Regions from separate parts of the Mus musculus genome. Here all the other regions are linked to region 4. A link is a contact called in public Hi-C, HiCAR-type, HiChIP or PLAC-seq and promoter capture Hi-C data. All regions are on one chromosome and are shown on one strand. Each heading gives the region's core, a stretch centred on a gene start, on an enhancer-like site or on the middle of the called end of the contact. The rest is flanking DNA. Distances are from core to core; before and after follow the strand shown.

Evidence for each region. Promoter capture Hi-C pulls out the DNA fragments that hold promoters and counts their contacts. Hi-C and Micro-C count contacts between places; a contact is called where the count stands out from the background. HiCAR-type assays count read pairs that join an accessible place to other places. HiChIP or PLAC-seq counts read pairs in DNA pulled down with a chosen protein or histone mark.
Region 1: a promoter capture Hi-C map of epiblast stem cells shows a contact between it and region 4, with 16 times the contacts expected there. The contact joins the enhancer-like site here to the promoter of Inhba in region 4. A contact is called at or near these places in 15 of 39 promoter capture datasets (the 3T3-L1 cell line, 3T3-L1-derived adipocytes, the C10 cell line and 10 more) and 5 of 115 datasets of contacts at active chromatin or transcription factors (embryonic stem cells, forebrain, large pre-B cells and 2 more).
Region 2: a contact with region 4 is called in a FOXA1 HiChIP or PLAC-seq map of pancreatic cancer cells. The contact joins the enhancer-like site here to the promoter of Inhba in region 4. A contact is called at or near these places in 9 of 39 promoter capture datasets (the 3T3-L1 cell line, 3T3-L1-derived adipocytes, cranial neural crest and 5 more) and 6 of 115 datasets of contacts at active chromatin or transcription factors (the NIH/3T3 cell line, T-cell acute lymphoblastic leukemia, a colorectal cancer cell line and 3 more).
Region 3: a contact with region 4 is called in a Hi-C map of Th1 cells, with 8 times the contacts expected there. The contact joins the promoter of Mplkip here to the promoter of Inhba in region 4. A contact is called at or near these places in 14 of 39 promoter capture datasets (the 3T3-L1 cell line, 3T3-L1-derived adipocytes, the HPC-7 cell line and 11 more), 5 of 484 Hi-C or Micro-C datasets (Th1 cells, Th2 cells, adipose-derived mesenchymal stem cells and 1 more) and 14 of 115 datasets of contacts at active chromatin or transcription factors (DN3 thymocytes, the NIH/3T3 cell line, T-cell acute lymphoblastic leukemia and 7 more).
Region 5: a contact with region 4 is called in an H3K27ac HiChIP or PLAC-seq map of embryonic fibroblasts, with 26 times the contacts expected there. The contact joins the enhancer-like site here to the promoter of Inhba in region 4. A contact is called at or near these places in 7 of 39 promoter capture datasets (the 3T3-L1 cell line, cranial neural crest, frontonasal cranial neural crest and 3 more), 1 of 15 datasets of contacts at CTCF or cohesin (the NIH/3T3 cell line) and 2 of 115 datasets of contacts at active chromatin or transcription factors (embryonic fibroblasts and stem cell-derived neural progenitor cells).
Region 6: a contact with region 4 is called in a promoter capture Hi-C map of liver, with 2.2 times the contacts expected there. The contact joins the enhancer-like site here to the promoter of Inhba in region 4. A contact is called at or near these places in 10 of 39 promoter capture datasets (the 3T3-L1 cell line, 3T3-L1-derived adipocytes, the SN4741 cell line and 5 more).
Region 7: a contact with region 4 is called in a HiCAR-type map of astrocytes, with 4 times the contacts expected there. The contact joins the promoter of Mrpl32 here to the promoter of Inhba in region 4. A contact is called at or near these places in 5 of 39 promoter capture datasets (3T3-L1-derived adipocytes, hippocampal neurons, neutrophils and 2 more) and 1 of 115 datasets of contacts at active chromatin or transcription factors (astrocytes).

Annotation. Positions count from the first base shown.
Region 1 is chr13:17,456,377-17,459,477 of GRCm38.p6, forward strand. The region is part of intron 8 of Sugct (succinyl-CoA glutarate-CoA transferase); the gene reads right to left. Among named protein-coding and RNA genes, the nearest start is that of Gm24873, 17 kb to the left of the region's middle. Within about 2 kb of position 1,800, at least 9 of the 459 cell types and tissues checked have an H3K27ac peak or open chromatin away from gene starts, as enhancers often do. A contact at or near this core is called in epiblast stem cells and stem cell-derived epiblast-like cells, where this site is marked.
Region 2 is chr13:17,603,495-17,607,080 of GRCm38.p6, forward strand. The region is part of intron 6 of Sugct (succinyl-CoA glutarate-CoA transferase); the gene reads right to left. Among named protein-coding and RNA genes, the nearest start is that of Gm40826, 80 kb to the right of the region's middle. Within about 2 kb of position 1,422, at least 47 of the 459 cell types and tissues checked have an H3K27ac peak or open chromatin away from gene starts, as enhancers often do. A contact at or near this core is called in the NIH/3T3 cell line, T-cell acute lymphoblastic leukemia, a colorectal cancer cell line and 2 more, where this site is marked.
Region 3 is chr13:17,693,673-17,697,133 of GRCm38.p6, forward strand. It overlaps Mplkip (M-phase specific PLK1 intereacting protein), which reads left to right and starts at 1,741. Exons shown (of 2, transcript NM_025479.6): 1 at 1,741-2,148; 2 at 3,170-3,461. The coding sequence starts at 1,813. The coding sequence ends at 3,370. Sugct (succinyl-CoA glutarate-CoA transferase) reads right to left here and starts at 1,093. Exons shown (of 14, transcript NM_138654.3): 1 at 967-1,093. The coding sequence starts at 1,060.
Region 4 is chr13:16,010,230-16,013,783 of GRCm38.p6, forward strand. Inhba (inhibin beta-A) reads left to right here and starts at 1,622. Exons shown (of 5, transcript NM_008380.2): 1 at 1,622-1,861; 2 at 1,971-2,157. It also overlaps the pseudogene B230303A05Rik.
Region 5 is chr13:17,492,215-17,495,774 of GRCm38.p6, forward strand. The region is part of intron 8 of Sugct (succinyl-CoA glutarate-CoA transferase); the gene reads right to left. Among named protein-coding and RNA genes, the nearest start is that of Gm24873, 53 kb to the left of the region's middle. Within about 2 kb of position 2,062, at least 16 of the 459 cell types and tissues checked have an H3K27ac peak or open chromatin away from gene starts, as enhancers often do. A contact at or near this core is called in embryonic fibroblasts, where this site is marked.
Region 6 is chr13:17,715,796-17,719,398 of GRCm38.p6, forward strand. It overlaps Cdk13 (cyclin-dependent kinase 13), which reads right to left. Exons shown (of 14, transcript NM_027118.1): 13 at 3,561-3,603; 14 at 167-3,116. The coding sequence ends at 2,266. Among named protein-coding and RNA genes, the nearest start is that of Mplkip, 22 kb to the left of the region's middle. Within about 2 kb of position 1,461, at least 3 of the 459 cell types and tissues checked have an H3K27ac peak or open chromatin away from gene starts, as enhancers often do. A contact at or near this core is called in liver, where this site is marked.
Region 7 is chr13:14,611,066-14,614,373 of GRCm38.p6, forward strand. It overlaps Mrpl32 (mitochondrial ribosomal protein L32), which reads right to left and starts at 1,972. Exons shown (of 3, transcript NM_029271.2): 1 at 1,827-1,972; 2 at 358-539. The coding sequence starts at 1,953. Psma2 (proteasome subunit alpha 2) reads left to right here and starts at 2,177. Exons shown (of 8, transcript NM_008944.2): 1 at 2,177-2,250. The coding sequence starts at 2,210.

The DNA of each region.
Region 1 (3,101 bases), core at 550-3,049, 1.4 Mb after region 4:
AAATCATTTGGTTAGTGTACTTTTAGCTGCACATGATATTTGAAAACTGTACTGGCTGGTTTTGTGTGTCAACTTGACACATTCTGGTGTTATCACAGAGAAAGGAGCCTCCCTTGAGGAAATGCCTCCATGAGATCCAGCTGTAAGGCATTTTCTCACTTAGTGATCAAGGGGGAAGGGTCCATTGTGGGTGGTTGCATCCTGGGCTGGTAGTTTGGCTCTATAAGAGAGCAAGCTGAACAAACCAAGGGAAGCAAGCCAGTAAGTAACATCACTCCATGGCCTCTGCATCAGCTCCTGCTTTCTGACCTGCTTGAGTTCCAGTTCTGACTTCCTTTGGTGATGAACAGCAACATGGATGTGTAAGCTGAATAAGCCCTTTCCTCCCCAACTTGCTTCTTGGTCCTGATGTTTGTTCAGGAATAGAAACCCTGACTATGACAAAACCCAAAGCTTTAAGAATATCCAATTAGCCAGGCGGTGGTGGCGCACACCTTTAATCCCAACACTTGGGAGGCAGAGGCAGGTGGATTTCTGAGTTTGAGGCCAGCCTGGTCTACAAAGTGAGTTCCAGGACAGCCAGGGCTATACAGAGAAACCCTGTATCAAAAAAAAAAAAAAAAAAAAAAAAAGAAAGAAAGAAAAGAAAAGAAAAGAAAGAAAGAAAGAGAGAGAGAAAAAGAAAAAAAAGAATGTCCAATTAAATAATTTGGCATTATTATAGATGGGTAAGTAAAAGAATGGGGAAGCAAAATAACTTGTCTGAGATCACACAGCCAGTCAACAACACCAACTCCTCTGTTTTCCCCATGCTATAACATTTGTGTCTTCTTATTCCTCTTTTTAAATTAGAGACTGTTTTAAGATAAATACTATTTAGTATAAACCCTTTTTTTATTCTCGTGTACATAATACTGAATTTCAGTGTTGAGATTTTTAATAATTTAACCAGTAATCAATAGTTTATTGAACAAATGCTGGATACTGCTGCCTGAAAAACTGTGCAGAATGTAGAAATTAATCAACTAACTAATTAATTAAATGCTATATGATCAGCTTCCTTTGATCTTATGACTAGATGTGAAGATAAATTAGTATGAAGGCACCTAATGGAGCGAGGAGATGGATGAAAATGAATGATCATGCTGAGTAAAAGCCCTAAGACAACAGATGGAGCCTGAGAGAAAAGCAGGAGAGCCTCAGTCAGTCATGGGCCTCACATGCTATCTGACAGCATTTTTAGCCTTTGCCTTAGAGAAGTTAGGGGTCTGTTCATTCCAAAGACCTACCTAGTAGTCGCAAAAATGTTAAAAAACACACAGAAGTTAGTAATAAATGGCTAGTAAGGGGCCAAAACAACACAAGATTATCTGTAATTAGGCACAGGAATTGCAACATTTCAAGGGCTCTATAATCTCTGAAGCTCTGACCAGCCTGCTTGGTTAAAGTCACACCAAGGTACTTCATAATTTTTGTGACTACAGTGAATGGTGTTGTTTCCCCTCATTTCTTTCTCAGCCTGTTTATCCTTTGAGTAGAGGAAGGCTACTGATTTGTTTGCATTAATTGTGTGTGTGTGTGTGTGTGTGTGTGTGTGTAGAATCTGAATGTATTGTGTCAGGTCGAGCATCAAACTTTTTATACCAAAGAAATAACAAGAAACCAGGCAAAATACAATCCACCAAGTTACAGTGACTCAATACAAAAGGAATGTATACATCAAAAGAAGGTGGGGACCAGGCAGCTGCCACAAAAGAAGAGAGTCAAGTGTAAACTAGTCTATTGTTAAACCTACCACCAGGGGTTCTGCACTAGCAGGCCTTATCATGAATACTGCAATACCTCAACACCCTATTTCCTGGGTCTACAGAATATACCAACTTGCTTCTAATGTGAAGCTTGCTATACCTAGCTGTAGAGAAGATCTCTATCTCAGTGGGATTCCCTGGCTCTATTATTCCCTTCTTTGGGTGAGAATGCTTGCATTAATGTTATATCCAGCTACTTTGTTGAAGTTGTTTATCAGCTGTAGGAGTTCTCTGGTGGAGTTTTTGTGGTCATAAGTATACTATCATATCATCTGCAAATAGTGATATTTTGACTTCTTCCTTTCCAATTTGTATCCCGTTGATGACTTTGTGTTGTCTAAGTGCTCTAGCTAGAACTTCAAGTACTAAATCACTGAGGTGAAATCTAAGAGCACAAAGAAGCTATGTTACAAAACTAGCCAAGGCTGTACCTTGTGCTGCAGCTGTACTGGGTAATGTGTAAGAGTCACCCAGGTGGTATTGGTTTTGAAGGCATGAAGGGGTCATGAAGAGCAGCCAAGGCTTGGCACTGTGAGAGCCCATGGAAGGCCACTGGTGAAGGTGCAGCCTCAGATGCAGTAGACAGCCCAGGACTGAAGGGGTCATACAAAGGAGTTGAGGCTTGGAACCATAAAGAGAGCCTATGATAGGCTATGAAGCCTAGTTAAAACAGAAGACCACAGTGTATTGAAGAGGCCAGTACATGGGAGGATCACTAAGAACAGTAGAGTGGATCAACCTGAGCTTACAGTGCTACAGACAGCAAAGCTGGAGAAGTGACCCCAGCCCTTTGGAGGAGTCCAGAAGATCATGTGTGATTCTCAGAAAAGAAGCAATAACAATGGAGTTGCCTTGGAGACCCCAAGATGTTCAAGATGCCAGAGCCATGACCTATCTGCTGAAGAAAGCTGCTAATGGGGAGTGGAACCAACTCAAGAGAAAGAAGTTTGTTGCAGTCAACAAAGACAATAAAGGAGCTGGAGATCTGAAGATTGTTTGACATCAGCCATAGAGATGCAGAGTTTGGAGATTTCCCTGGTGTCCTGTCTTGCTATGGAATTACAGTTAAGTGATTGAATGAATGTCAGAAGAGACTTTGAACTTTGGACTTTTAACATTGCTGAGACTGCTATAGACTATGGGGACTTTTAAAGTTGGACTAAATGTATTTTGCATGTTATGTTTAGGTATGACCCCCATAGACTAATATGTTTGAACAAGCCTATAGAGGCTGGGGAGTGGAATGTGATGGCTTCTATATGCTTGGCCCAGGGAGTGACATAATTAGAAGGT
Region 2 (3,586 bases), core at 172-2,671, 1.6 Mb after region 4:
AGGGGGCCTGACAACATTAAAACAGCACATGTGGAAGAGCAAAGCAGCTCAGAAGGCAAAGGGCTTCATACACACCCTGAGTCCCAGGAATCACAAAGCAGAAGGAGAGAATCAAGGCCTGCAAGTTGTTCTCTGGTCTCTACATGCATACCCCAAACCACACACATATTAAGTGGAAACTTCTGGTTTCTTTGGAAAGTCGGTTATGTCAAATGAAGTTTTGCTATAGCAGATGTGTAATGAAGTATTGTAAACATGATCCACAGACAGTGGGAGAGGAGCATTGGTTTGCTTTGGTCTGTCTCACCATTCTTCGCTAATGACACACATATATTGGTTTGCCTTACATTGCATTGCTGAGCTCTGTTTGTGGTGACTCTAGACAGAAACTCAGCAAAGAACTTCTCGTGGAATTCCTGCGAGGTTCCTGCAGCGTCTTGCCTTCACCTGGTTTGTGAACTTTGTGGTTTCTTCACGGTTGAACTATAGCTGCTGGCTCATGCATGGTGTCTGCCTGCCAGGAGGACTGGATTGCAACTGCTGATTCATATGTGGTGTTTGCTATGGGACTGGACTGCTGGTATCCTGACAACAAAGATTGGACTTGCCCCCAAGGAAATATTTCTAAACAGGTCTACTTCCCCAGTGTTCTAATAACTCTTCTCTTCCACTACCTCTGGAGGGTGGTGGGTTAGAAGAGCAGTTGAATGTTTATTAAAATAGGCTGCAAAACTTTATGTCAACATACATGCATTCATACATAGAAGCATGTTTTTTAAAACATAATAAAGCACTATTAGGCCTCTCAATGCTTCTGAACTTTACAACAACAACAGGAGTATCATTTGATGAGAATACAAGAGTAAATCTATGAAGAGTAGGGAAACATGACCAAAGTTGCTCCTTGAGTCTAGTTCCTAAAGAAAACTTCAGGAAGAAAATGAGCATCTAACATGGGAACCAGGAGAAAGTTCTTTCATTTCTAGTAAATTAGCTACATAATTTTATTTCACTAATGCAGATTTAACAACTACCAAGAAAACAGTGGCACTTTGGAAATACCATTATTGACCAACAGTAACACTGCTCAACTTCCACTCAGCACACAATTTTGCTAAGCAGATTCTAGCATTTCCTTGGTCGAGCAGGAATGAACAAAGGTTTTCAGTGGTGCTACTTTGGTGATCAATTTGTTGTTTCATTCTGAGCCTGCATTATCTCCCTGACTCCACGGACAAAAATTTCTAATGGCAAGGGTCTCTATACCGGTGACTCTGTCCCTTTTCCAGCTGTTCACTTATAACCCTTCTTAAGCTCTGGGCATTATCAGCTTACCAGCTTCCTTCTGCTCTGTTCTCTGGGACAGATCAAAGGCACACAATGTTATTATCGTTCTCACCCTGATCTACAGGAAATACTAGCAAGACTGCAGTGACTGCAGTGGTTTCCCAAACCACAGTCCTCCAGACATCCTCTAGCTCTCTAAATATCTTGGGCATGAATCACATATCAATCTACTTATTCACCAAGCTCCTGGGAAACAAACTCTAAATCCTCCCAGAAGTTCCAATAAGGTCTTTTCCTTTCACTTGAAATGATAAATTCTATTGAACTATTTCTTTGTATATGGTGTACACTTGAATAAAAGAATAAAAAAGTAGAAGTTATAAATATTTTATTGAAAAGTTTTTATTAGATATTTTCTTTATATACATTTCAAATTTCAAATGCTATCCCAAAACTTCCCTATACCTGCCCCACAACTCCCCTACCTACCCACTCCCACTTCTTGGCCCTGGCATTCCCCTGTACTGGGGCATGTAAAGTTTGCAATACCAAGGGGCCTCTCTTCCCAGTGATGGATGACTAGGCCATCTTCTGCTACATATGCAGCTAGAGACACAAGCTCTGGGGATACTGGTTAGTTCATATTGTTGTTCCACCTATAGGGTCGCAGACCCCTTCAGCTCCTTGGGTGCTTTCTCTAGCATCTCCATTGGGGCCCTGTGTTCCATCTTATAGATGACTGTGAGCATCCACTTCTGTATTTGCCAGGCACTGGCATAGCCTCATATGAGACAGCTATACCAGGGTCCCTTCATCAAAATCTTGCTGGCATATGCAATAGTGTCATGCTACCAGAAGATCCAGCAATACCTCTCCTGGGCACATACCCAGAAGAAGTTCCAACTGGTAATAAGAAAAGTTTTTAAGTTAAAAATGATTATGGCTGTTTGTACCAAATCTAGCAATAATAATATTATGCAGATATGACAATACTGTACAAATGAAAACTGACTTTTGTTTTTTTTAATTATTTGTACTAAGTACATGATAAATGCCAAGAGCAAATCTAACATATATTTGGTATCCCTGCTGACTCTAAGACTCTAGAATAAAAACTGGCTCCTGTACCACCATAATAAGAAATGTGACTCTATTTCAATGCCCTCTTCATGGTTTCAACTAAGTGAGCACTAAGAAGAATCTGCATTAACCTTTAACAGTCTTCTTGGTTAAAGTCAAGTGATGTGAGAATAGTTTGTATTGGGAGACTGAGCTCAGGCTCAAAGTTCCTCTATGAGAACTCCAAAAATAAGTAATGTGTAAGTTACTACACTGCAATGAACAACTAAGAGGAGAATTGCACTGTTTCTTCTAAATGAATACTTATATGCACTTGCAACATGGTGCCAAGAAAAAGCAATTCTGACTTGCTTTGTGAAAATGACACTTAGAGCAGCTTCCACTTAGCCCTAAGCTGAGAGGGCAATGAAGTGATGAGAAGCTCAGAAGTTTTTCTCTCCACATGCAGCTTGAATTAAGCCATGTTTCCTCTGCCATCACTCAGGGCCACTCCCTCAGCCTAATATTTGATGGCCTAAGACTATGCAGTAACAGACTGATTACAAAATCGTGACCCAATACCAGATTTACTCCTGATAAAGTCAAGTTAAACTCACAGTGCCAGATTTATTTCAAATGAATGCTGACTTTGTAGCCAGACACAAATAAATTTCTACAATGCCAGGGGATATTATTACAGTCAGAAAGGATACCAGAGTATCAGGAGGAATTCTAATGGCTGGGCATGGTGGTACATGCCTTTCATCATAGCATTCAGGAGGCAGAGATAGGCGGATCTCTATGTAAAGGCCAGCCCGGTCTACAGAGTGAGTTCCAGGAAAGTCAAGGCTCCCTGGTGAGACCCTGCCTCAAAAAGAAAGTAGTAATCTAAATCCTATATTAACTTGACAACAGTCAGTCCTCTTGCTTGTTCTCAAGATCCCCTCAAACACCTATGGAGAAATATGATAAAGAAAAAGCCAGTCAACGGCAGCAGAGACAACATCGCACGCCACGATTTCTAGAGAATTTCCGAGAAAAGCATCATGGACGCAAAGGACTAAGAAGTACATTCTTTAGTGGTAAATCATGTGTTTATTCTGACTCAAAAGAGTGTATGCTGCCCTCAAATGAGTTGAGGAATTTTTTTCCTCACAAGCTCCTATTCTAAAGAAAATCAGCTCAAGTTTGATGTAGATTTACTCTCTTTAACGGGGCCTTATTAAGTGACACTTTCTAT
Region 3 (3,461 bases), core at 491-2,990, 1.7 Mb after region 4:
CAACAAAATGAAGCAAAACAAAAAAAGTCGAACTGAATTATCCAAGAATATAGCAGGGGCATGAAAAAATTAAACAACCTCACCCCCCCCCATAAGCCCTTGTGTTTATGTCTCCATTAATAAAGAATAAAGCTGAGGATATACTCTATAGTTATGTCACCGAAGATGTCAGAGACTGAAGGCCAAAATGCTTCAGAAAGATGCTATGGATGAATGAAAACCTTAGGCCAGGCGCTGAAGAGATGACTCAGTGGTTAAGAGCACTTACTGCTCTTTCAAGAGGATTTGGCTCAGTTCCCAGCACTCACAAGGTAGCTCACAACCACAATTTTCTCCAGTTCCAGGAAATCTGATTCTTTTTTGATCTCCAAAGGCATCAGGTACGTTAAATGGTGCATGTGCATACACGCAAACAATACACTCACACACACAAAAATCTAAACCAATAACCCCCTCACATATCCACGGTCTAATGTGATGAGTCCTAAAATCCCAAGTTGATTTTAGTATCTGAAGGAGTTAGGGAAAGACCACAAAACTCTTCTACAGGAATGTCTAAGACAGGTATCTTATGCAGAAGATAGCATTTTTTAATTATCCCGTTTCTTTATAATTACAAGATTTTTAAGTTTGGGGTATGTTTTCGTGGGTTTTTTTTTCCCCTTTAAATTTCTGTTTCTACTTCCTAACCTCGTCAACTTCCATTTTACAAGAACGTAAACGCAGGGTTCAAGTCCAGCATTAATTACTACAGGCTCGCTTAAGTTTTCAAGGCAGCAGTCTGCTTTCTAAAACTCAGCTTTTGGCGGGAGGTGCTGTTTCCTAAGTTACCAAACCTTGGGGGATTAGAAGCCAGGGGTGGAAAAGAGAAGCAGGGCACGACCATGGCCATGAGCCCTGCGACAGGAGCCCCCGAGGCGCGAGCGCTCCCCTCAGGGAGCCCGAGCGCTCAGTGTCAGTAGGTACCTGACTGCGGGCGGCCGGTCCACAGCCCCCTCCCGCCGGCCAGGCCTCGGCCGGGTCTCCGAAAAGCCACCGCCCTGGCCAGCATCCACAGCATCGCCCCTCAACCCCAGCGAGAGCGCCCCGCGACCTCCCTCCTTGACCTTAGGCCCCCTCAGCCCCGCCCCCCCAGCCAGCCCGGCCCCGCCGCCAGCCCCGCCCCCTCCGCAAAGACCCTCCCCCTGGTCGCCCTCGCACTCTTCCCCGCCCACCACGCCCTCCGCTTCCGCCCAGGCCTCCACCTCAGTCTCACTCGGCCCCGCCCCCTTGGACGATCCTGTTCAACCGAGTCTCTCGCCTCACACCCTTCGGCCCCGCCTCTTGGCTCATGGCCCCGCCCCCGAATCCGGCTGACGCTTCACTCCTTGCTTCCCGGAAGCCTCCAAGACGGATGGCCCTACCCCTCTGATCCGCCCTCTTCGGAACCCGCACGCCCCTCTCCCACCCTCACAGCCAATAAGGCCTGATGATCGGTTTCCTCTCTTCCGCTTCCGTCTTCGTGTACTGGGGGTCTCCGGGAAGACCGTTGACGACTGTGCTCGTGCTGCGGCCGGAGATTTAGTTTCCCCTTTACAGTCTTTCCTCCTCTCAGACACGCCCACCATTCTTCCATTGAGTGACCTGTTTACCTGCCCTCTTGCAGAAACTTGGTGAGATCGGAACCTTTGTGCAGCCGGAACTAAGGTGCGGTAGTCCGCTGGGAGCCGGAAGGGTGTATAAATAGAGGAATACCAGTTTCCTTCTGGCGGTTGATCGCAGAGGTTCCGGTGAGGCGTTCGGCGTGTGAGCTCTGCGGCTTCGTTTCCTGATATGCACCGACCGAATTTTCGACCCCCAACTCCTCCGTACCCCAGCCCGGGGATAGGAGGTTGGGGTGGCGGAAATAACTTCCGGGGTGCCCTGGGCGGGGGGCCGCGGCCGCCCTCCCCGCGGGACGGGTACGGGAGTCCGCACCACACTCCGCCCTGCGGGCCCCGGGCTAGGCCGTACGGGAGCAGCCAGTCTCCGCGGCACGGCGGCAACTTCTCGGGGGCCCGCTTCGGGTCTCCGTCCCCGGGCGGCTACCCAGGCTCCTACTCCAGGTCCCCCGCGGGGTCCCAGCATCAGTTCGGCTACTCCCCAGGGCAGCAGCAGACCTACCCCCAGGTAAAGACAATAGCTAGCGTTTGCCGAACTCTTCCTGTGATGGCAGACGTGATACGAAACATTCCCTTTCCGTGGATTGTTTAATCCTCCGATACTACGTTGGCCCAGTTTTGCAGATGAGTAACCTGAGGCGTAAAGAAATTATCTAAGACTACCATAAGTGGCGGAGCTCTAGTTCTCTGTCCACAGAAACTGCTCTCAGCCAGCATACCACATTCGTATACAAACTTCTTTAATCCTCCATTTCTTCTCCCACCCACCCCCAGAGGTTTTTATTTGGTTTTGGGTTTTTTGTCATTTATTTCAGTGAATTGTCCTGGATTCCTAGGGGGAGGACAGTAAATGATTCCCTATTGTGTAGTATGGCACCTCTAGACTGTAGTCTACTGCCATTTTCCTACAGATGTCCCTCCCTTGTTTTTGCATCCTTGCTTTTTTTAAAAGAAACAATTATTTTATTTCGAGCCATATTTATACCTACTCAAAGTTCTCTTGAAGGAAAAATAGAAAATTTGAAATTGAGGAAACTTCCCCTCTTCTCCATGAGTGAATACAAGACAGGAAGTAGCTAACAACTTGTATCTCGGTGGTTTTGCAAAATTGAATATGCTCACCCATATGAATCCTTATGAGTTGGAGTTAATAAGAATAGAAAATTTTCATGCAATATAAAAGTTCTAGAAATTTGAAGCCTATCAGGTTAAAAAGTAAGTTTCCAAGAAGTGAATACAGTGAACCACTGCTTGTACTGGGTTTATTTGTATTTAATAGCTGCAGGGTTGGTTATCACATTAGAAACTGAAAGGTTTTAAGATGATAGCAGACATTTCTAAAAGAGAAATATACAATTGGTTTTAGTAATTTTTAAAAGCACTAGATTAAAGAAATTTGCAACTGAATATATTGGGTTTCAATTGACAACTTTTAATGTGATTCCCCACTAATATTAAACTAGAGGAGAAAGTACCAGTTATCTCTTACTAGATGTTTTTATTTTTAACTGATGATTTTTTTCCTAAAGGGTTCTCCAAGGACATCTACACCATTTGGATCAGGGCGTGGTAGAGAAAAAAGAATGTCTAATGAGTTGGAAAGTTATTTTAAGCCTTCAATGCTTGAAGACCCTTGGGCTGGCCTAGAACCAGTGTCTGTAGTGGATATAAGCCAACAGTACAGCAATACGCAAACATTCACAGGCAAAAAAGGAAGATACTTTTCTTAATATTTCTGAAATTCACCTGGAAGCTTCATGTGTCAGGAACATCCTGGACAGAACTTTTACTTGTGTAAAAGAGTTGAACCCAAGGATGATG
Region 4 (3,554 bases), core at 372-2,871:
ATTGCTAATTTTTCTAGCGTGGGCACCATCCTGTGCTGTGCATTGTAGGAGAGCTCTTAGCATTGGCCTCTGTTCAGTAGATGCCAGTGGCACCTCCTTCCTGGTTATGACAGCTGAACGCATTGTCAGATGTCCCGGAGAGAGAAACCAGTTCAGCTGAGAACCGCTGTTCTGGAGTGAACAACAACGCTTTACTTACGGAATTTTTCCTTCTTTTTCTTTTCCCATTTTTTAACTGTAGCATCTGGGGCCACTGTTCAGATGACAGTCTTCAATATCCTGAAGGCAGGTCCTCATAGACAGCATGAGGCCTGAAGGGATACTCAGGTGGTTCTGAGAAAAAATGTGAGTCTTAGGAATCAGGGAGTTTGGGGTTAACCGTCTCTTATTTGTTGTTTTGGATACAGTTCAGAGCAATGTGAATGCCCCCCTTTCCAGTTCGGTTTTGAACTATTCATTCTTGTTCTAGCTTAGAAGCACACAGCCCCCTAGTTGGATTTTTGACTGCAAAGTGCCGCTCCATCTCTGGCCCAAATCCTGGTATCTAACATTTGGCCCAAACTAGTTGCAGGCTGTGGCCTGTAGGAAACAGACAGGTTTGCCAACCCCATACTCTACCAAAGCCGTTTGATGGGATGGTTAGACAGGGACTTCCACAGTTTACTGCAGCAAATATCATTCAGAGTCCTGCCCATGTTTTCTGGATGTTGTGCTGTCTCTTGTGGGGGAGAGGGTAACCCTAACCAAGGAGGCCAGGTCTTCCCCCCCCCCCCACCACCCCTTAAGCCCAGAACAACACGTAGCTGATGAGAACACCTCAAAGGTTCTTTTCATTTTTATAGTCACGTTTCATGTTTACTTTCCCAGCAAGGCAGGCAGAAATCATGAATTTTTTTTTTTGAAACAGATTTTTCATAGGAAGGAACCAAACACCCTGAGTTATCAGCAGCTTGTCTGTGCCTCTGAACCACCAGCCTCCTGTCATTCAGTTGAATCAGAGGACACTTGTCAGTCACCTGCTTAAGGTGTCCACATTCTCTGGCTTGCATGTTTCACTGAATCACAGGATCTGTGAGCAGCAGCTAACCACAGAGTCAGAGTCGTGGAAAACGGCTTCCTTTCCAAGCCTGTCTCCTTGCTTCAGGGATAGTGAGGGAAGAGCGATTAATAGCCTGCATGAAAGCTTAAGGACATACGGTTTGCTTGAGAGGAAAAGTGAATATTCTCACGACTTGATCTCTGCCAACTTTATATGGGCCCAGCTGCTGCACAGGGCAAACACACTAGTCCAGAGTTAGCTATGCCCCTAAGATGTGTGTCACCACAAGCCACCGGCCAGCACTGAAACGCAGGTTTCCCTCATCCACACAAAGGAGCTCTATCCTCAAAGGAACTTTGTTTCTTGACCAGCTCACTAATTGTGATTGAAAACACCAGCTCCCCAGCAATGCTCACGCATCCGAGTTAGCAGAAACAAGACAGGCCCTAATTGCTCCATTTACATAAAAGTAGAAACATACAACTTCTAAATATAAATCTCTGGCACATCTCTTCTTTTGCAATTACAGTAAAATAAGGTACCAGTTTCCCTCCGGGCTCCTCCTCACAGCAAGCTGCTCCCGGGGTTCGCTAGTGGCTGCTCCTCCAGGCAGCACCGGGCCAGCGTGGAGTTGGAGCTTTGTGAAGTAGCCAGTAAATCAGAACGCCTCCGCTAGGTGCAGAGCGCGGTGGCAGCGGGCCACTCTGCCAGTGCGGTAGTCGGTGGGACCGAACTCTACACTCGGGAAGGGGCAGTCTGCGGGTGCGGGGCCTGAGCTGCCGCTCGCCTCCGTTGGCCAGGAGACCGGCAGCCCCACTGCAGGTCCTGGTCCCTGACATTCCCTGGCACCGAGGGCTGGGATCAGAGATTCCCGGCTGCACTCACTGAACAGTGATTTTTTTTTTTTCTTTCCCCTCCCTGAATTCTTTAGCTGCCAAAAGGGGGGGAAAAATCAAGAGCTGCGCTTTTAAACGAAGTTGCCCTTGCTGGTGTTCAGGGTAAAAATAGAGGCGGCCGCTTGGACCAGCTTGGCCCCTGAGTCCAGGCGTCCCGCGAGCCGGGCTGGAGCTGCGCATTCGGGAGTGATCCCTGGAAACTGCCAGCAGGTGCTGCTCAAGGTACGGTGGCAAGCTGAAAAGGGACAGGGCCTGGGTGCAGGGAGTCTCCGCGGGAGGGGCAGGAAGTGAAAGAGAAACCAACCCCGCTCAGAGCTGCGCTGACCAGCGCACGCCCTGGGCCCTGGAATTCAGCTGGGAAACGCTGATCCTCAGCCCAGAATATTCCACAGAAGCATTTTAACCTACCTGCTTCCTCCACCACCCCCACCTGGATTTCCATGGAGGAGAGGAGGCTTTCCCAAAGTGGTTCCAGCTCTGAGGTTGGGGGAGATTCAGCTACGTCATAGCTGCTAGACTGGCTTAGCAGGTTGGCACTTTCAGGGTGTCAAAGGCCAACAGGGTCTCAGAGTGACCCTGTGTGAGGCGGCCCCTGCAGTCAGGGTCTTGAACATTCTTATGACACACATGCTTAAGAAACTACAGGGATGCTCCGAAATAACATTCTTTTGTGACCACTGAGTTTTGATCCTGAAATTATACATCCCACTTTATAGATGGAAACACTGAGGCTTGAGTTTAAATTAGGAGGGCGCCCCGGAGCTGGGGTCTGATTCGGGCACTTTTCTGTGCCAAGCCAGTCTACAATCTACATTCGGGTGCAAGTGGGACTTTCCCTGAAGTTATGTGTGAGGCAAGAAATGAGTTTAGATGCTCAGGGATTCTTATCAAACAGCATGGAAGTGCCTCTCTTCCAAAGGTTTATGTTCACCCCGGGGTTGGGGTTGGAATGGAAATGACTATCACTGATTATCTTTCTGTCTTTGCCACCCATATTCCTGTCATTTTCCCCTGCAACTTTATTTCCTACTTCAGTTCTCTTATGCGGATCTTAGAATACTCCTTCCCCTTGCCCCTCCCCTTCCCCCACATATAGCTAGCATCCACACTTTGAAAGCCCTCAAGAGAGACCCTTTCACAGACAGCTCCTGGTGTCATAAAGAAACCTTCCCCACTTCACATCAGGAGACCAGAGCCTCTACAGTTTGCTTATGGGCACAGTGAAAAGTTTATTTTATGCATCTTAAATCCGGCACACGAAACAACATATCTGGTCATATGGCTTTCATTAGTCCCCAGTTTTGCACGTTTTATCCAACTTGTCATAAGAACCTGGTCAGTGCCTTAGCTGTACTTCGCCCCGAGAACAACAGCCCTTCTTCACTGTGCTTATCGGGGCATTCGTCTCTCTCTATGTTATCTCCCTGCCAGTGTGACCCAGGCAAAAGAAAACCCAAACCTAACTTTACTTCTATTTTAAGGAGAGTTCACTTCTTTTCATTAAACTCATATTTATAGTGTTTACAAATGATTGGACTTGAAGTTCTAGCTTTTAAAGAAAAGATGCAGGTGTGTGTGTGTGTGTGTGTGTGTGTGTGTGTGTGTGTTACTGTTGTTTT
Region 5 (3,560 bases), core at 812-3,311, 1.5 Mb after region 4:
GACAGTGATGGCCCAGATGGGAAATTAGAGGGAACAAATATACAGGTTATTATAAAGTTTGGAAAATAGCAGAACGGTATCTAGAGACCAAAGGGGAAAGGAGAAACAGTATAGAATGTAAGCCAAATACTCAAATGAATTAGAGGCAGGAATGAGAATCCTACTCTACAAAAAGAAATTAGCCTTTAAATGAAGACATTGACAGTAGAGGCATTGCAGTGGGTGTAATGAAGGGGACTTAAAATCAGCAGGAAGCCGAAGCCTTAAGGACAAATCCCACATCAAGATTGACATTGAGAGGAGGAAAGTGTCAAAACATTAGATGGAATATAGAGCTAAGTCACCAAAGGCACAGTGACAAATTCATCCATGAAGCCACCCCTAGGAGCTAATCCATTTTAGTGAAATTTCAAGCAAGTCCCCAAATTCATGAAGAAAGATGTCATAATCTAGGCACCATCTAAAAACTCTTAAGTAAACCAAGTGCATGCCTTTAATACCTGTGCTCAGAAGGCAGAGGCAGGCAGATCTCTAAATTCAAAGCAGACCTGGTCTACATAGTGAATTCCAGAACTACACAGAGTAACCTTGTCTCAAAAAAAAAAAAAAAAAAAAAAAGCAGAACAGTGCAAAACAACCCTGCACGTAACAACGGCTTTTAAATCAAGCCACTGAAGATAATTTTTATGATCCACCCAGCAGTTGGTGCAGACATTTCCTGGCCACTGCACACTACTCAGAGAGCTGTGGAATGGCTCCCAGTCCAAAGAGAAGACTTGGGAGACTACAGTACATATTTATGTTCCTTAGTAATGAGTCCTTAAAGTGATCTCATGGGAGTTTTTAGGGAAAGTACAACACCAGATGTGGATTAAAACAGGAAATCATGATGTCAGTGATAAAATGATTCAGCATATCATATAGGTGTTTGTTAGGTCATTACACCTCAAACAAAAAGTCATGCAAGGAGTGCAGGAACATAATGCCAAGATTTGACTTAATTAGTATAAGCAAATGGATAACAAAGAATTCAAAGAATTTACGTATGTAAGAGAGAGAGAGAGAGATGTTTTATATCCTGAATCACTTAATTCTGTTTTCTTTGAACATTTTCTTTTTTTTAAATTAGGTATTTATTTAATTTACATTTCCAATGCTATCCCAAAAGTCCCCCACACACTCCCCCACGCACTCTCCCACCCACCCACTCCCACTTCTTGGCCCTGGCGTTCCCCGTACTGAGGCATATAAAGTTTGCACAACCAATGGGCCTCTCTTTCCACTGATGGCCGACTAGGCCATCTTCTGCTACATGCAGCTAGAGACACGAGCTCCGGGGGAACTGGTTAGTTCATATTGTTGCTTTGAACATTTTCTAATCTTGCATCTTACTTTCCTTCAGCAAATGCTTACTGGATGGCTACTCTGTTTAGGGATTGTGCTGGGTGCTGAACTACCGTGGTTAAAGGTAATAGATTCTTATTGTCCAGTAAGAAGATACACACAAAGCATTCTATTACTTAGTGATACGGAAAGTTTACAGGTAGCAACAAGATTGGGAGCAGCTGCTTATCCCAGAGTTAAGTTTTCATCACAAGTACATTCTTTTCACACCTCAACCCTCACTGGCCCAAACACACATGATGTCTTTAGCAAATATAATTGCTATTGATGGGCATATTTGCAAATCAGGGAGGTACTTCACAGGGACAGAAACCATGAGGATATTTTATTCACTACACATATTGACTGACCATAAACACACACCTCACAGAGAAAACCCCTCACTTCAGAAACTGCAGTCAGAATTCATCAACAGAGCCAGGAGGCTTTGAAGATCTAAGCTGCAATTGTGGACATGTTTGAACTTTTCAGCATCACCTCTAAGGGACCTCAAAGGTTCGCCAACATAGCCTTTGATGATACACTGTATCCTATATCCATATTCTCATATGTCCCTATGACAGAATGTTTGAATATGATAGGAATTTTCACATAACCACAAGTATGTTTTCATATTTAGAGGGCTGTAATACGATTTTTTTAAAAACCCTTAGGAATGAGTCTGCTGTGCTGTGTCAGTTATCATAGTCGTCAGACAATCTTTCTCGCAGCCATATCTTCCACTTATGTTGTAACCACAATCGGAAGCTGTTACAGTTGGAAAAGCACACTATCTTTGTCTCTTTCTGACATCCTAGAGAGTTTGGTGGAAAGAAATTTAGGCCATGACTCATGAGTCCTAAAACCCTGTCTCAACTCAGCTCCTCCACTACACCTTAATACACACAAAGTTCTGACCCCTAAGTTCACAAAGTACTCCTGGCCTTACTCTGCCTGTAAGTATGGCTCCAGACTAGCATTAAAAAGCACACTTCGAAAATACTCAAAGAAAGGTCATACAAGTTTATCATGTAAAGATAAATTGCCCAGAGATATACAAACCAAAATGCCTGATTAAGGTTTTACTATAAATGATTTAGTAATGTCAGTGAAACAGAGTTACATTTTACAGTTTTCTCTGATTCAATCCATCTAACAGAAGCAGATGCCAAACCAGGTAGTCAACATTGGAAATTACAAATGCAATGGTTTTTATTGGTCAAAGAATAATTTGTGGACCTTTGACTCTTACCTTTTTAAAAAAATTATCTGTACACTAGTGAAGCACTATAATTTGGAGGGGGAGTATACTTAATCCATTGAGTAAACATCAAAACTTTGATGGAAAGTAGCAAAGCTGATTTCTAATTAGATTTCTAAGACAGACATTACCAATTAACTCCAGAAGGTTGAAAATTGGTGGTTCATAAACATGACTTAGTTTGTCAGTGTCTTGTTTGGGCTAAGCAGTGTTTCAAAAGCTATCTTGCTATGCTGGGCTAGTGTGCCAGAGACAGATGGCACTTGCTCCCAGTGCCAATGACTCATCTCCTCTAACTGTTCTTAGCAAAAACTAAAGGTAAAGGCTTAAAGTTAGCTATATGTTGTTACACAAGAAAAACTGGGAAATGCTATGATTTACAGCTTCTTTCCTAAATGAAATCAGTTGTCAAGACCTTGCTTGCATCCCACAGATAGGCACCACAGTCCCCCAGACACGTTAGGATGCACCCTTCTAAGACAGGTTGTATAGCCCCATGTACATCGCATTCCTATGCATCTTTAGCTGGCATGGTTTACTCATTTTAACTACCTGCCTGGCATATGTAAATATTTTAAATTGCAACTCCTGGACTACAGTCATACACTTTCCAAACAAGCATTTAGTGTGAAATTTAGAGCAGGGACCATTATGCTTCATGAAAATTAAAGGTCTGGAAAAGCAGATCCAAATTCAATACTAGGGACAAATGGAATATCCATCTTTTCCTTTGTCATTCCTCTTTACTCTTCTAACCACTCTGCTATATCAGCACCCAAAACATTGTAATATAGATCTCTAGGCATAAAGTGGAAAGTTAGTCTGAGAAGATTTCTCATGTATGTATGTATGTATGTATGTATGTATGTATGTGTGTATGACTTGAGAATAGAAGTGAAACTGTAACAAAGGAACT
Region 6 (3,603 bases), core at 211-2,710, 1.7 Mb after region 4:
TTAAACACAGGATATAGTTACACAGTCTTACAAAACACACATTATTAGAAGAAATAGTTCCAATTTTCTATTTCAAAGCCAATAATTTCCCTGACTTCCCAGCCACTCTCCCAACATGGATATATATATCTGAAATGTTTAATTAGAAAAACTATCCAAACACAAGTCAATTTTATATAAAATATTTAATTTTTAAAACACAGACTATTCATGTCACATAAATAGTTTCAATTTTAGGTTAGCTGCTTATGGCCAGCAGATGTACCAAATGTGACAAATAATAATTTAGATACTGTCACTTATAGGAAAGTCTAAAGCTCTAAGACTCACCATATTAAAATTTCAGAGACTTGAATACTCTAATTTCTAAATTTCAAAACATTTTTTCACTTCCTCTACTGTTTTATTAAGTTGTTAGTACTCTGTATTCAAATAAAAGCAAAATATTTTTTCTTCCATTAATTTTTTTCTTTCACCAACAAAATACGATCAAAAAATAAAATGGTCAACTGAAAACTCATTTTTAATAGGCATAAACTGGAAAATTATCTTTAAAATATTCTGTCACCAAACAATAATGTTTCCTGAATGTTTGTAAATGCAGGGTCACAAATCATATAAAGGGCATGAAGCTAAGCTGCTTTTCATAACAGTTCTTCCTTACTTAGTATCCAATGGGAAAGGTACTACAACAATTGAAATTGTCAGTCGGCACGCGAGGGCGGTTCCCCAGAGTCTCTTATCTACGAATGATGAAGGTGATGCTGGCTATTTACCTTTGGTTCCTTTTCAGAAATAGAATTTTGGTTTTTTGTGTGTGTGTGTGTGTGTGTGTGAACGTAAACATAGTGCGACTTGACAACATCAGAGTTATTCTTTCTTGGTTGATTCTAATAGAATAGCACTGCTCTAATCTGGCAGAAATTATAGTAAATTTCACAGAATTGAAAGGAAGAGGGAAGGTTTTCTCTTTGAGTTTTCTGTTTGCTTTACTAAATTAGATCTAGGACATGTTTCTACTTAAGTTGACATTTTCTTAAAATTATATAACTTAAAATAAGGTGTTTGCCACCCTCCTTCTGTGGACTTCAATACATTTGTTATGTACCATATGTATTTATTTATGAATTGTTATACATACTTGCTTCAAAACTCCTGCCCTCCAAATAGAAACTGGGTCAGTATGACAGCCAGAAAGAAAGGAGCACTCTAAAATTCTCATTCAGCTACTACTTTCAACCACTTAATTGATAAAAAAAAGTTTTAGTACTTCCCAGAAGTAACATAAGGTTCTGAGTTCTCCCTTTCTTTTCCTCTTACACCCCTACCAAGAGAAGGTAACAGTGGAAGTCAACACAGCCAAAAGACAGGCAGAAAGGGACAGTGTGACAGGCAGGCAGAGGGAATGGAGCTAACAGAACTGACCAAGCAACTCCTGAGAGCGGAGAAGCTCCCTGCCCCGTCAGCACAGTACAGACTCCCTTAGAAAGACAGTGGTGTGAAGGCTCATTTCATCCGCAGACCTTAAGCTTACCTGTTAAGGCACTTACTCAACCCCTCCCCACCCTACCCATAGTTTTCATATAAAAACCACTATTTCATTTGAATGAATTTTCCTGTATTATGGTAACCTGAAAAAAACAAAACAAAAATAATGTTGACCATTTTTTATATAAAACTGTTGCATCAAGAGAAAGGTTGTGTTTTATTTTTCTGAAATGAGCACAAAGTACACCTTTCACAATAACACTGAAAGCAGGTGCAAAGACTGACAGTGACCTTCGACTAAAGGTAGCTTTGTAAAAAGAAAATACCAAATAAATCAGTGCCCTTTCTGATTGTTGTAAAACTGGAAGGGGGATGGGGGGCATGGGGGGAAGGGGAGCTTGTTTACATAAAAGTTGGTCCAAACTTACAAAAAAAAGCACAAGTGTGCATAGTTCAGAAGATCTGCCACAGGGCCATAAAAACATTATGTCCCTAATGTTAGCATCCACTTAAAACTGCAAGAATACAAAATAAAATTGTTAACTAAAATCTGTGACGATGTACAATCAATAGAGCTAGTTTTAAGAACAGCATGAATTTAAGCAAAGATTTTTTTTGTTGTTTTGTTTTTTTCACTATTGTATGCAAGACCCTTTCCACATAAAAATAAAGCTGTTGTTGAATTAATATTATTCAAGTCTCTTGGATTGCTGCCTGAAATTGCAGCTAGAAAAGTCTTTCCAGATAAAAATGATGTGCCTGAGGAAAAACAGATACTCAGTATGGTAACCCTCTGCCTCGACCTCTGCCAGCTGATGTGCTAATGTGTCCCCTGTATCCTTGTGAATATCCAGGTCCTTGGGCAGGAGAAGTCCAGGTCTGTCCATGCATGAGGCTAGGGCCACCTGGATTTTCCTGTAAGTTACCACCATAGTTATAGTTGTGCATCTTTGCTGGCAAGGGATGAGTACTCTCTGGCCCTGTGGAAGGGTCATTGCTGTTTGTGAGGACTGTGATAGGACCATGGCTATATTCAAATCTATGGTCCTTGTCTCCACTAAACAACATGGGACCAGCATTGAGGTAAATGTCTCCATATCCAGCTACTGAACTGGCAAACGACTCAGTAAAGGCAGAAGTTTGAGGTGGACCACCAGTGTGAGATGAAGCAGTACTGTAGTTATCCAGAGACTGAATATCTGAGTTTCCAATGAAACTACGTGCTTCCAATGGTGCAGCAGCGGAGCTACTTCCTAGACCATCACTGCTAACGTAAGGAGCGGCAGAGAAAGAAGATCCAAAGTTGTCCTTATAGTCTGAACTGGGCACATATGTGTCTCCTGTGGGATAATCGATACCACCTTCTCTTTTGGGATCATCCTGGGGCTGATGCTGAGCAAGCAGCTGTAAGAGGGCTGCCTTCACTCCAGCATGTGGGTCAGTTAATGAAGAACTAGTGGTAGGAACATGCTGGTTTTCTGTCCGATAATCTAGGTCCTCCTCAGTAACTGGTGGTGGTTCAGGAGGTTCAGGAGGCCGTTGATCAGGAGGCAGAATTCGAGGCCGGTCTGGTTCTGGTGTCAGCTCCAATATCCTCCTGTCTTGGTGCTGGATGAGGTCATCTTGCCCTAAGTAAGATAAACCCAAGAAAGAGTTCAAAGTTACCATGGAAAATGAAATATTCAGAACGGTCATACATTCCACCTTTGACAAAATACCAAAGGATGTATCTCACAAGTGCTCATGTTACCCACTACTACTTAAGATTATTAAAGAAATACACCATTCAACTCCACACAGTCGTACTGAATGCTTGAAGAGCAAGATTCTACTATACACACAACATTTAGTACCTTTTGTACTAAGAATAGAGTTATTGTATATTTACCTTAGGAAAAAAGTATTGTATTCATAATGAATAATATCCCACATGGACAATTTTCTAAACAATCTACTCCAGGAAGTAAACAAAATAGAAAACCACTTCTCACAAGGGACCTGAGAATGTCTTTAACAACTGTCAATGAGCAGTCAAAGCTATATCTATCAACAGCTCTGAGCCAATCACTCACCGGATCCAGGAGTGCTCGGTTCTAGAGGAGGCCTGAGTTGCAA
Region 7 (3,308 bases), core at 722-3,221, 1.4 Mb before region 4:
GAGTGTAGTGAATTCCACATTAACAATTAAAAGCATAGTCAAGAAGTTTGGAGATTTTTTTCAGAATTGTTTGTAATGATCTCATTTGACTTTTGAATTAAGAGCTCTATCAGTCCTCTAACTTCAAATAATAACCAACAAGGAGCCCATCTAAGCAATGGGATGATTCATTAAGAGTATCTTAAAACATTAAGGAAGAATTAGATTACGTATCTATCCATGATGAGCCAAACAAGATGCTAAGACTATTATAAGGCTGGTTTTCTCTGCTACACAAATACAATACCGGGCTATTCAGTGTTAGACTTGTGGAAGAGAGTGTGTATGTGCACACACCTACACCCGTTCACACATTACCTTAATTTTAATAAGCTTTTGAGGGTTTCTTCTCCTACATCGGTTAACTTCGATGGTGCGTCTGTTTTTGGGAGCTGCCATCCAAAAGATACTATCTAAAAAGCTGGAATTCTCTTTATTTTCACAAGTATCATGTGCTAGCTCTGTGAGGATGGATGGTCTCTGGACGGCTAATGCTGGTGCTATAAAACAAAACAGAGATGCCGAATCAACTCGGAGTTCCTAAATGAATACAGCCACTATTTCCTTTAACAGTCAACATGTGTAGTGTCACTAAATATACACACCTATAAATTATATGTGTTTGTGAGTATATGTGCACATGTAAGGTCAGAGGACAGCTTTCAGAGTTAGTTCTCTCCTTACGTCATACTGGCCATGGGGCTAGGACCCAGGTCCTGAGACTTAGCAACAAGGTCCTTTACTACTGAGCCATATGGCTGGCCTGACATAAATAGTTTTGAATGTTAAACACAACAAACATTAGTAATAATCCCCAGCTATTAAAATATACTAAAGCTCATATAAAAGGCAATTTAAAATACTTCAACTGGAATGCTTTCTTATTGCAAGCTACCAAAGCAGCCAGGCTACTCTACTAAGCATTTCCTCCGTATATAATCCGGGACACTGCAGTTCAGTAATAAGTAGTGTACAAGTAATCTAATCCCGAGACTCCCTACATTCACTCACATCACTGAGATGACTACAATGGTCATCTGTACCACACTATCCTGATCCAGTTAGGTCCTTTTTCTTTAAACCTGGTAGGTTCCTAAAGCCATTAAATTTTTCCTTAATATTTAATCTTAACCTGTGTTCTAAGAAAAGATTTATTATTTATGAGATTATCAAGTGTTTCACCTTTGTTTTTCTAAATTGCTTAGATCACTTCTTTACCCTTTCTTATGTTCTTCAGACTTGCGAACGTTCGTTCAATTCTTAGGACTTCTTACCACTACATAAACTGTCCAAGCACAGGCCTATTAGACAACGAATGGACTGAAATGATTATCTCAGGTAGAACATGGAGACAATTATTTATTATGCTGCGCTTGAGATATAATAAAATATATCTCTGTTCAGACTGGGCATTATCACTTTTGCGATACACTGTAAATAATACAGCAATCTCAAATTTAACGCCCAAGATACCAGGAGCTCGAAGCTAGCCTGGGCTACACAGTGAGTTCTAGACCACCCTGGCTACGGTGACAGTTTCAATAAATAAATAAATAAATAAATAAATACGAAGCTAGCCTGGGCTATACAGTGAGTTCTAGACCACCCTGGCTACGGTGACAGTTTCAATAAATAAATAAATAAATAAATAAATAAATAAATAAATAAATAAATAACCAATAAACAAACAAACAAATAAAATAACGAACCAATCAACCAACCAAAAACCACGCTACAACCCGGAAGCCCTCACCAACCCTCTTTCCACGAACTCTCTCCTTACGGACCCCACGGAGGACTGACAAAGCGACTCCAGCTCTGCTGCAGTTGCCGTTGTAGCAGCTCCCAGCACCTCTGGAGCGGTCCGGGACGCACCGGCCATGGTAGTGAAAGCAGCAGCAACGAAGGAGCCATGATCTTCTCAAGACAGAGCGGGACGCGGGCTGAGCGCATGCGTTAAGTCCGCCCACTTCCCCGCCTCCTCGCTCAGAGCATGCGCAGGCCCCTCTTGCGCATGCGCAAGGGTCAAAGACCGCTGTGATCCAAAAACTCCAACTCCCAGCTACCCCTAGGTGACTCTCCTCCAATCAGAGCAAAGAAGAAAAAAAAAATTAAAGGAAGCATACTTACTGCGCATGTGCGTGGCTGTGTTCCGACTTTCCGGGTAAAGATGGCAGAGCGCGGTTACAGCTTCTCGCTGACTACATTCAGGTATTCGGGGGACCCGCAGGTTCCATGCGTCGCAGATCACAGGAGCGCCCCAGACATGGTCCCGTGTGTCGGACCTGGCTGGTGTTTGCGTAGGAGTGCACGGTGACGGAGCTGGACTCGTAGCTTTGCAGAGTCATGTTCCGTGCCAGGCCTGGGCCCTGGCTGAGGCCGGCCGTGTTGCGGGCCGAGGGACGGGAGGCCCCAAGCCAAGCACTAAGCACTGGCTCTCCTTCTAGACTAGGAGAAGGGTGCTTTGAGATAGTCTGTTTTCAGCTGCTCTCTTCAGGTCCAGGATTTCTTTACTGGCCCGGCTAGGCCTGAGCGAGAGCTTTGTAAACCCAGACTCCTTATGGGACGTGTGAGACGTCCTTTTTCTTTTGGGAGATCCTTATTTGCTGTTAAATCTTAGTTTTAGTCTCTGTTTAGCAGCGATGTGCTTTGAAGCTCACACTGCTTTCGGTTTCGCCTGTGCTCCTGTAGAAGCTTAAGAAGTATAAAATGAAGGCGCTGATTTCCTGTCAAGTTTTTGTGGCACATGCAAACTGATAACCTCTGTATTTTGCTTGATCCACTAACAAATTGCTTTAAAACGATTTTAGACCCTTATGTTTTGGGAGAAAGAATTAAAGAGTTATATATATTTTCTCAAAGTGCAGTTAAGGGGAACTATTGTTCCCTGTTTAAGAAAAAACCATCATGGATGAACTTAGACAAAGGACTGTGTTTTGACCATTTTCTTTCTTTTTTTTTTTTTTTCTTTCCATTTTTTTATTAGGTATTTAGCTCATTCACACTTCCAATGCTATACCAAAAGTCCCCCATACCCACCCACCCCCACTCCCCTACCCGCCCACTCCCCCTCCTTGGCCCTGGCGTTCCCCTGTTCTGGGGCATATAAAGTTTGTGTGTCCAATGGGCCTCTCTTTCCAGTGATGGCCGACTAGGCCATCTTTTGATACATATGCAGCTAGAGTCAAGAGCTCCGGGGTACTGGTTAGTTCATAATGTTGTTCCACCTATAGGGTTGCAGATCCCTTTAGCTCCTTGGCTACTTTCTC